Linked DNA regions of Mus musculus: regions 1 and 3 are each linked to region 2. Evidence: chromatin contacts called from public ChIA-PET and Hi-C data. All regions are on one chromosome and are shown on one strand. Each heading gives the region's core, a stretch centred on a gene start, on an enhancer-like site or on the middle of the called end of the contact. The rest is flanking DNA. Distances are from core to core; before and after follow the strand shown.

Evidence for each region. A called contact is a pair of places that touch in the nucleus more often than the background predicts. ChIA-PET counts read pairs in DNA pulled down with a chosen protein or histone mark.
Region 1: a Hi-C map of uterus shows a contact between it and region 2, with 2.8 times the contacts expected there. The contact joins two enhancer-like sites. A contact is called at or near these places in 3 of 484 Hi-C or Micro-C datasets (liver, nephron progenitors and uterus), 4 of 115 datasets of contacts at active chromatin or transcription factors (embryonic stem cells and liver) and 2 of 9 other capture datasets (adipose tissue and embryonic stem cells).
Region 3: an RNA polymerase II ChIA-PET map of memory CD8 T cells shows a contact between it and region 2, with 15 read pairs. The contact joins two enhancer-like sites. A contact is called at or near these places in 1 of 115 datasets of contacts at active chromatin or transcription factors (memory CD8 T cells) and 3 of 9 other capture datasets (adipose tissue, liver and pancreatic islet).

What each region holds. Positions count from the first base shown.
Region 1 is chr6:140,299,266-140,301,965 of GRCm38.p6, forward strand. No RefSeq gene overlaps it. Among named protein-coding and RNA genes, the nearest start is that of Gm38917, 15 kb to the left of the region's middle. Within about 2 kb of position 1,431, at least 23 of the 459 cell types and tissues checked have an H3K27ac peak or open chromatin away from gene starts, as enhancers often do. A contact at or near this core is called in uterus, where this site is marked.
Region 2 is chr6:140,439,501-140,442,366 of GRCm38.p6, forward strand. All of the region lies in intron 3 of Plekha5 (pleckstrin homology domain containing, family A member 5), which reads left to right. Among named protein-coding and RNA genes, the nearest start is that of Plekha5, 17 kb to the left of the region's middle. Within about 2 kb of position 1,436, at least 11 of the 459 cell types and tissues checked have an H3K27ac peak or open chromatin away from gene starts, as enhancers often do. A contact at or near this core is called in memory CD8 T cells and uterus, where this site is marked.
Region 3 is chr6:140,656,136-140,659,036 of GRCm38.p6, forward strand. It overlaps a transcript of Aebp2 not described here. Among named protein-coding and RNA genes, the nearest start is that of Gm30215, 23 kb to the right of the region's middle. Within about 2 kb of position 1,561, at least 22 of the 459 cell types and tissues checked have an H3K27ac peak or open chromatin away from gene starts, as enhancers often do. A contact at or near this core is called in memory CD8 T cells, where this site is marked.

The sequences.
Region 1 (2,700 bases), core at 181-2,680, 140 kb before region 2:
TGATCTCCTTGGAACAAAAACAGAACCTGCCATTAAGGATAGACCTCGATCAGATGCAATCTTTGGCCTGAGGACTCCTCAAAGACTTTTGAGTTGATGGGCATCCAAATTCTTATTAAAATGTAATACGATGATGCAATGCTGGGTTTATGTTACATTTATAGAGATATCTACACACCATATCTAGTCAATAAACATACCTTAAATACCAAGTACCTTAGCCCACAAAAAACCTATATACAATATATATATATATAAAATTTCCTACCAATGCAGCAATGATAAAAAGTCCAGGCTTGGATAAAGATGATCAGGGTAAGTTAGGCCTGTCTGAAGTTTCTATTGATCTGATAAAAATTCCCTGGTAAAAGCAACCAAGTGGAGAAATCGTTTATTTAGCTCGCACCTCTAGATTATTGTCCATCATTGTGGGAGATCAGAATTAGGAGCTCTGAGGAAATAGCCTCATCACTTCCATAACCAGGAACAGAGAACAGTGAATGTCTGCCCAGCGGTACTCGGTCCCACTTCCCTGCTGTCACACAAGTCTGGATCCTGTCAACTCACAGTGAGCGGGGCTTCCCACTGCAGTTAATATGATGAAGATAATGTCCCACAGACACGCCCACAGGCCACCCTGCTCTAGACAATCCCTCACCGGGACTCTTTCCCCAGCTGCTTCTAGATTGTCAGTTGGCAATTAAAAGTAATCACTACAAGACAGGCAAAAGGCTCAGCTTCACCAGGGAAAAGATATGATTCCCCCAAGCCTGACCACCTCAGCTTGAGCCCCAAAACCTGTGACCGCCAAAAGCTCTTTGTTGTTGTTGTTGTTGTTTGAAATGCAGTCTCATTCAGTCGAAGCTAGCCTCAAATGCTTGGCCATAACAGACATAAAACAATGAGCAAAATTCTGACCCAAGTCAGAAAACTTCAATGAAACCAACGTATTTCTTGAGGTAAAATTTCCTGAAAATCCTTTCACGGCATGAGAAAGGGGAAGATTTCTTAGGCAAGACCCAGAGAGACGCACCCCTAGGAAAGAAAAGAGACACATAAATCAGATTTCAGCAACAACAAAAGCCATCCTTTTGCTACTTGAAAGATATTGTGAAGGGGAGAAAAGCAAGGTACAGATTGGTACCAATGCTTACAGAGCTTTACACTCAGAATACAGAAAGAATGTTTCCAGCACAAAATGAAGTCAACGAGCTTTTTTTTTAATGGACCAAATATTTAAATAAAGAATTCTTAAAAGAAAATGTTAAGCCCAGAGCTGGCCTGCCCTCTCAGGCAGATGCTCCTGGTTCTGCCTCTGTGGAAACAGTCTGGGTGCGGAAGGCAGAGAGCCAACTCTCAACATGCGAGGGCTGCATGGCCTGCACACCCTCCCCTGGGACTTGGCCAGGCTCCCGGGCGCCCTCTTGACCTGGTGTCCTGGCCATATCAGAGGCAGAACACAGCTTTCTCTTTAGTGCAGGCTTTAATTTCTAGGGATGGGAGTGGGGTGGGTAAAGAATAAGTTAAATAAGTTAATCACAGAGAGAGAAAGAGAGAGAGAGAGAGAGAGAGAGAGAGAGAGAGAGAGAGAGAGAGAGAAAGAGAAATGGGGGAGGGGATGATGGATGAGGGAGGGAGGCTGGGAGAGAGGGAGGCAGGATGCCAGCTCCGTACGATGGTCCATGCCTGTAATCCCAGCATTTGGGATGCCCAGGCAGGAGAATCTCCCAGTTCAAGGCCATCTAGAGTACATATAAAGACATTGTGTCAAAGAAAGAAAGCAGGGGGAGAGAAGAGGGAAGGGGAATCTACTGAAAAGTATTTTGTTCAAAAATGTCATAATGAGATCTGATCCTGTGAACTCTAATGCAAAAACTTTAAACGAAAGATTACTAAGTAATTAAATTTAATTTTAAAAGGGGGGGGCGAATGCCTACCAAAGAGCTTTTGGAAAGACTACTCATATCACTGGCAAGTAGAGAAGTGAAGATGCCTCTGATCCAAAGACAAGCCTTCTCCTAACATATAACACTTTCCACCCTGGGATGGATGACCCAGCAAGAAGACCCTCCACACACACACAACCTCCCTTGATCTTGAGGTTCCGGCCTCTGGAGCCACAACAGACCCCTGTTCTTTATAAATCACACCAGCTCAGGTATTCTGTCATAGCAGAACAAAGTGAACTAAGACAGTCATTTTCTTTTCTTTTTTTAACCCTAATCACTCTCAGGAGGAGCTCTAGAAGATTCCATAGGTTTTAATCTCCCTGAACCTTTATCTAAGAAGTATGACTAATACTATGTACTTAGCTGTTCTGGGAAGAGAACTGTTTTAAATAATTCATATGGACCACTTAGGACAATGATTGGCTCATATTAAGAATAATAACATAAACCCAGGTGCTACTGGGAAGGTTAAAGGTAACATTGGCACTGCTGTCCATTAAGTTTCCCTGAGAAGAAAAAACTCTGAGAGAGCAATTAAGAAAGACATGAATTATTCGGGAAGCATTCCACGTAAGAAATGGCAGACAAACCACAGAGCTAGGCTGGGGGTGGTGGCGCACGCCTTTAATCCCAGCAATTGGGAGGCAGAGGCAGGCGGATTTCTGAGTTCAAGGCCAGCCTGGTCTACAAAGTGAGTTGCAGGACAGCCAGGGCTACACAGAGAAACCCTGTCTCGAAAAACACAACAAAA
Region 2 (2,866 bases), core at 186-2,685:
GTTTTCTGCAGTTTTCTTATATCTGTGGTCAGCAGTAGTACGAAAATATTAAATGAAAAGTATCAGAAATAAATATTTCATACATTTTGAACTCTATGGTGTTCTGAGCAGCGTGATAACATTTGTGCCACCCTGACCAGGACACAGATCTTTTTTGCGTACAGTATTCATGCTGTAGGCTACCTTCTTAAGCTTAAGAACATTGATATTTCTTTTAGATGACCTAGGTTCAGTCCCTAATCTCCACATGATGGCTCATAAACCATCTGTAACTCCAGCCCAAAGGATCCAGCACCCTCTGTAGTTTGTGGGCATCACACGTCCATATAGTGCACAGATACAGACAAATACCTGTACACATTTTTCTTTTTAATTACCAAGAAAAAGCATTCAAGTAAAAGAGCACACTCATGGGTCTCTTGAAGCCTGGTCTTCGTCCTGGGGTGGTGTGACCTCTGACCTCTTCCACTGGTTGGCCAGTGGTAGTCTCACCAGCAGCTCAGACTCAGGGCTGGGGGTGAAGTAGTTTGCATTTGTGACGAGAGCAGACTTACACCACCAGATTCAGAGGAAAAGAAAAAAATGGAATACTTCAAATCCAATAGCATATGCAGAAAAACATTATTGACCCCTCTCCCCATTTCAAATACAGGATTAAACTGAACAGTGGACTTATTACGGATTCTGTCTTCTTTTACAAAGAAACTTAGTATTTTTATTAAAAGTTAATTTCTAAATCATACAGAGTAGAGTTATGTTGTTGTACTGCTGTGTGTACTTGACTTGGTAGTCTCAGCAGGGCCAGAGTGGGCCTAGAGGAACTGCCTGAGTTTCATTGTGTTTTAGGACAGGTTTCTAGAAGGCAAGCTCAGAGCTCTGCCCATGCCCACTCCCCCGCCTGGCGATCAGGCACTTGCTGTCATTCTAACCCACCTTTATTTTCCCTGTAAGCTTGCTTCCTCGCATTGAGGTTTTGTCTACTCTTTGTAGTGATGTGAGCTTCACACGCGTGCAGGGCCTCTGGCCCTGGTTATCACAACATTCTCAAACCTTTTCTCTGCTTATGGGATTTTTATCATAAGCAACAAACTTGTTAAAATACCACATGGAAAAACCTGTGTCTTCAGTACACTGTAGGGAATTAGTTCATCATGGCGGAAGTCTGGGAGCTCAGAGAAAATGCAGAGGTGAAGCCACAAACGCTTACTGCACAAATACAATAAAAGTTAGGCAATCTGAAGACTGAGGAGGAGGAAAATCTGTTCACAGTTAGACTTCATACTTGGAAGGTGGGGTGTGGAGCAAGAAGACAGCTAATGGATTAGGGTAGAGTTTCTCCCAAGACCAGAGATGCTACACAGGGAGTGTAGGTAAGCATGCTTACTGGAGTGTGGTGCGGTATGGTGTGGCCACTGAAACTGGGGTTGTTATGTGCCAGTTATGGGGTAACCAGGTTCTAAAGAGAGGATGTGGTTGGTGGAGGTGTAGCTGGCTGAACTGTTTGAGAGAGTGCAGAGTTCATGTCCTCAGGAGAAAGTCATTGAGAGTTAGATGCTGAGGTGATGCCCTAAGAGGCTAGGATGCAAGGCCAGGGTGCAGGGTGGTAGTGAAGGAGCTGCTCCGTAGCTGGCTCCCTTACAGGCTGCAAAGAAAGTACAGAGCTCGGTAGGACTAAAGTGGGGTCAGAGGGCAAATCGGGAAGATGAGGGACGATGGCTATTGGCATTAATTAATAGATTCTTAGAGAAACGATACCCTTAGGCCAGAGTCTCATTTGCTGAAAGGTGGAGGGCATCCCAGGAAGCTCTAGACTGGTGTTCAGGTAGATTTACGTGAACTTTTTGGTGCTAAAGTTCTAAATCTACACAGCCTGCTACACTGTCTAAGTGCATAGCAAAGTCTGCAAGGGATTAAGTTCCTTATGAAGTGTGGTATTTACGTGCAACACACACACACACACACACACACACACACACACACACACCTTCTTGTATACTTTAAATCATCTTTAGTCTACCTAGATACCTAATGGAATGGAAATGTGCGTTAATCACCCCTTACCCCATACTGGCTTAGGGATAATGACTAGAAGAGTTGTATGCGTTCAGTACAGACTCAGTCGTCATAGGCCTATGATGTAGTATATGAGTAAGACTTGAGGAGTAATTCTCAGACAAGTGGTGCTGAGACCAAACATCGTGGAATGATGGTAGCTATATAGTGGGGTCTGTTTCATCCCTTCCCTTGATGGCCTCAGCTTCTTATCCCTGTGTGGCCATCCCAGAGCCTCTTTTCAGACACTTTGCCTTTTCCCTTGATGCTTTCTGTCCACAACTGATAAATCTCTGGATGTGAAATACATACATAGGAGACTGATTCTATATTCATTTAAGATTATTCATATTTTCTCTATGGGTTTTTTTGTAGTAATCTTTTAAAACTAGAAATGGCATTTTCCAAATGTGAACTATTTAAATATGCCAAACATTAATAACATGTGCAAGTACTGAGGAGATAGTTTAATTAATTCATATAATTCTAGTTATTAAATAAATCAAATCTAAAACCCAAGGATCAAGATTTCATATTTATATTTTTCCTTTTTTGTTAGTTTCTTGCATGAGTGTTAAGGTGGACATCTTCACTGCAAATATAACCTCTTCCTTTGCCTCTTTTTGAAAATTCACAGCATGTGTGGAACCAGAGCAGACTTTGGTGGCCTTCTATCACAGAGTTGGCTGAGGCAGCCGTGTAGGAATGACAACAGTGGAAGGCTACAAATCCCCAGAAGCCCCTGGGAATCGTTATAAAAATGACATTAAGCTCATAGACAGGGGCTGTACATGAAGAATAATTAACATCAATT
Region 3 (2,901 bases), core at 311-2,810, 220 kb after region 2:
ATCCAGTACTCCATTGGGGCCTTGTACTTAACCCACACAAACATAATCTCCGTGAGAACTAATCTGTAGCCAGTGTGTAAGCTACAGTTAGAACTGGGAGAATGCTATCAGGAATCTTGTCTTTAAAGGTCAATGTACAGAGAAAGTGGTCTCATTGTTACATTTTTGTTTGTGTACATCATACATTCCATCTGCCTCCCTTGGTGCCTTCCTCTTGTGCCCCCACCCTCACCCCCCTCTGCTTTTATGGCATAGGTCTCATTTCCTTGTCAGATGTGCTGCTTTAAAAACCGTTCTAAACATCTGTTTTTTGTTTTGTTGAGTTGTAGTTACCAAACTGAGGTTGATAAATAGAGAAAACTAGACTTTCTGCTTCTCCCTTTTAGCTGTTTGTATTTGAAGTCAGTATTGGAAACATTAGTCAGCTGAACTCTTCTGACTTAAGGTTGCTCTTAGAGATTTATTAAGTGAATTGAGTGGGAATTGAATGATCTGTTTGGCCAGTTTCTGTTGCTGGGCCCCTGTGCATTTGAGGCTAGCTAGTAAAATAGCTCTGCCCCAAAGTTCTTGCCTTTCTGTGACAGGTATACGCTATGTATGTGGCTCAAGATGACCTTGAACACCTGTGTGCACTGCCCTGTCCTGTCTAATCCTCTGCCTCAGTAACAGAGCTCTGGCTTGTCAGACTTTACACACTGATTTGAGATACATTTCATACACTAGCACTGGGGATACTAGGACAATATTTCAGTAGTTTAGTCCTGAATTCCTTACCCCGATGTTGGGAATTGAATTTGGGGCCAGCAACCCACTGAGTTGTCTTCCAGGATGACTCCCCTCCTTCATTAAAACACCTCCCGCATCCTAGGCCTTTAACTTCTTTTGCCTTAGGCTCCTGAGGCTGGGATAAAAGGTATGTTGCCACCTTGCCTGTCTCTAAACTATTTTTGATCTGTAGAAGTGTGTGGATGGGAGTCGACAGTCGATAGGCACATACTATAAAGAAATGGGGCTGGGAGTGGACTTAAGATGTGGTTTTGAGACAGGTGGTAAGCTCCTGTGAGACAAAGGAGTTAGAGCCATGCAGGCATTACTAGAAAGGATGCCAACATAGGGCACATGTAGCAAAATGTAAAGACCAAGAGGCCAGAGAATGGTAGGGCATGCATTAGTTTCATTCTATTCCCAGATAGAAATGATAAAGGGACTATCTCAGATTTCATTTCATTTCTCTCTCTCTCTCTCTCTCTCTCTCTCTCTCTCTCTCTCTCTCTCTCTCTCTCTCTCTCTCTCTCTCTCTCTCTTTCGGGCAGGAGAACTCATCACAGATGGTTGTGAGCCGCTATGTGGTTGCTGGGAACTGAACCTCTGGAAGAACAAACAGTGCTGTTAACCTCTGAGCCATCTCTTCACCACCACATACCCCCCACCCCCCCAGATAAAACCCTCAGATTTCTTGGACTGACATTTTATTGTGCTTGAAGATGAGTTTATATGACAGGAAGTTATCTTTGTGGACATGAGGTATTGAACAAAGGAAAGTTAAGATCTCTCTCTCTCTCTCTCACACACACACACACACACACCCCACACACACACGTTTTAAATGACATGGCAGGTCAGGAGAGCTCAGCTGTGCAGCCATGAAGACTGTTTAGCTAAATTCAGATCACCAGCTCCTTACCTACAAAAAACAAAACAAAACCAAAACCTAAACAAAAAAGCAGTGCAAGGCAGCGTGTGCTTATAGTCCTTACATTGAGGCTGGAGCCTACTCTCCTGCCAGTCTAGCCGAGTTGGTAAGTTTAGGGAGAAGACCCTGTGCCAGTAAATAAGGTGGGATTGAGGAAGACACTGTTGATCATAGGCCTCCCACCCACACGTGAACACATACATAAGCATGCATATGTGTGCATGCATACAATCATAACTGCTGAGAAACACAAAGAGCAGGTGGAAGAGTATCTTTAAAAACCTGATTAGAATGGAGGTAGAAAATGGTTGTGTTAAACCAATCTGAGGCTAGCTAGTAAAATAGCACACTAAAAATGTCTTAGAAGTGCATAGAACTATTAGGAGTTGATATAGTGTTAGTCTGATGACTCGAGGGAACTTAGCTTTAAACTGGTAAGAATGACCAACTTGGTAGTGTGAGTGCTATACCAATGAGGGAGAGGCACTCAGTGCTGAGGAGTGACAGATTTCAAATAGAAGGCAGCACTCCTTTTTAACCTCTAAGAGGAATACCATCCTCCCTCTGTAAAGTCTGGGTGGGCATGAGCAGGAGACCTGAGGAACCACTGAGCAAATGGCATAGGACCCAGTGCTTTGCTTTTTTTTTTTTTCTTTTGAGGCAAGGTCTCTGTAGTCTTGGCTAGCCTTGCATACACAGAATCTGCCTGCCTTTGTCTCCATAGAACTAGGATTTAAGTGTGTGTCGCCATTCCCAGCTTAACTTCTTTTTCCCCATCCTCCAATAAATTGATGTGCTTATCAGCTGCCAAAGGATAAAAGAACAACTACTAATTCATGGCTCAAGTCACTGATCAAAACTGCCTTGTCCTCCTGTGTATCCAAGTTGATGTCAGCATTCTGGGCCCTGTGGAACAGTCGGGGTAAGATTGATGAGAGGAGAGTAGACACCAGATAGCAAGTGCCCGACGGTTCCGAGATACTAGGGCTTGGCAAGTTCGTTTCTGTGTTTCCCTTTTCAAGTGTAGGGGGGAAACTCTAAGGGCACAATACTTTCTTACATCACATTTGGAAAAGTTGGGGACCTCTCGATGCCCATAGGGAGAGATTCTGACCCTGCTCCCTTTGCTCCCCTCCCCCTCTCCCTTTCTCCTTTTCTCCCTCCTTACCTGTGTTAGTCCGGGCTCACCTGTCCTGAGGCTGTATCTG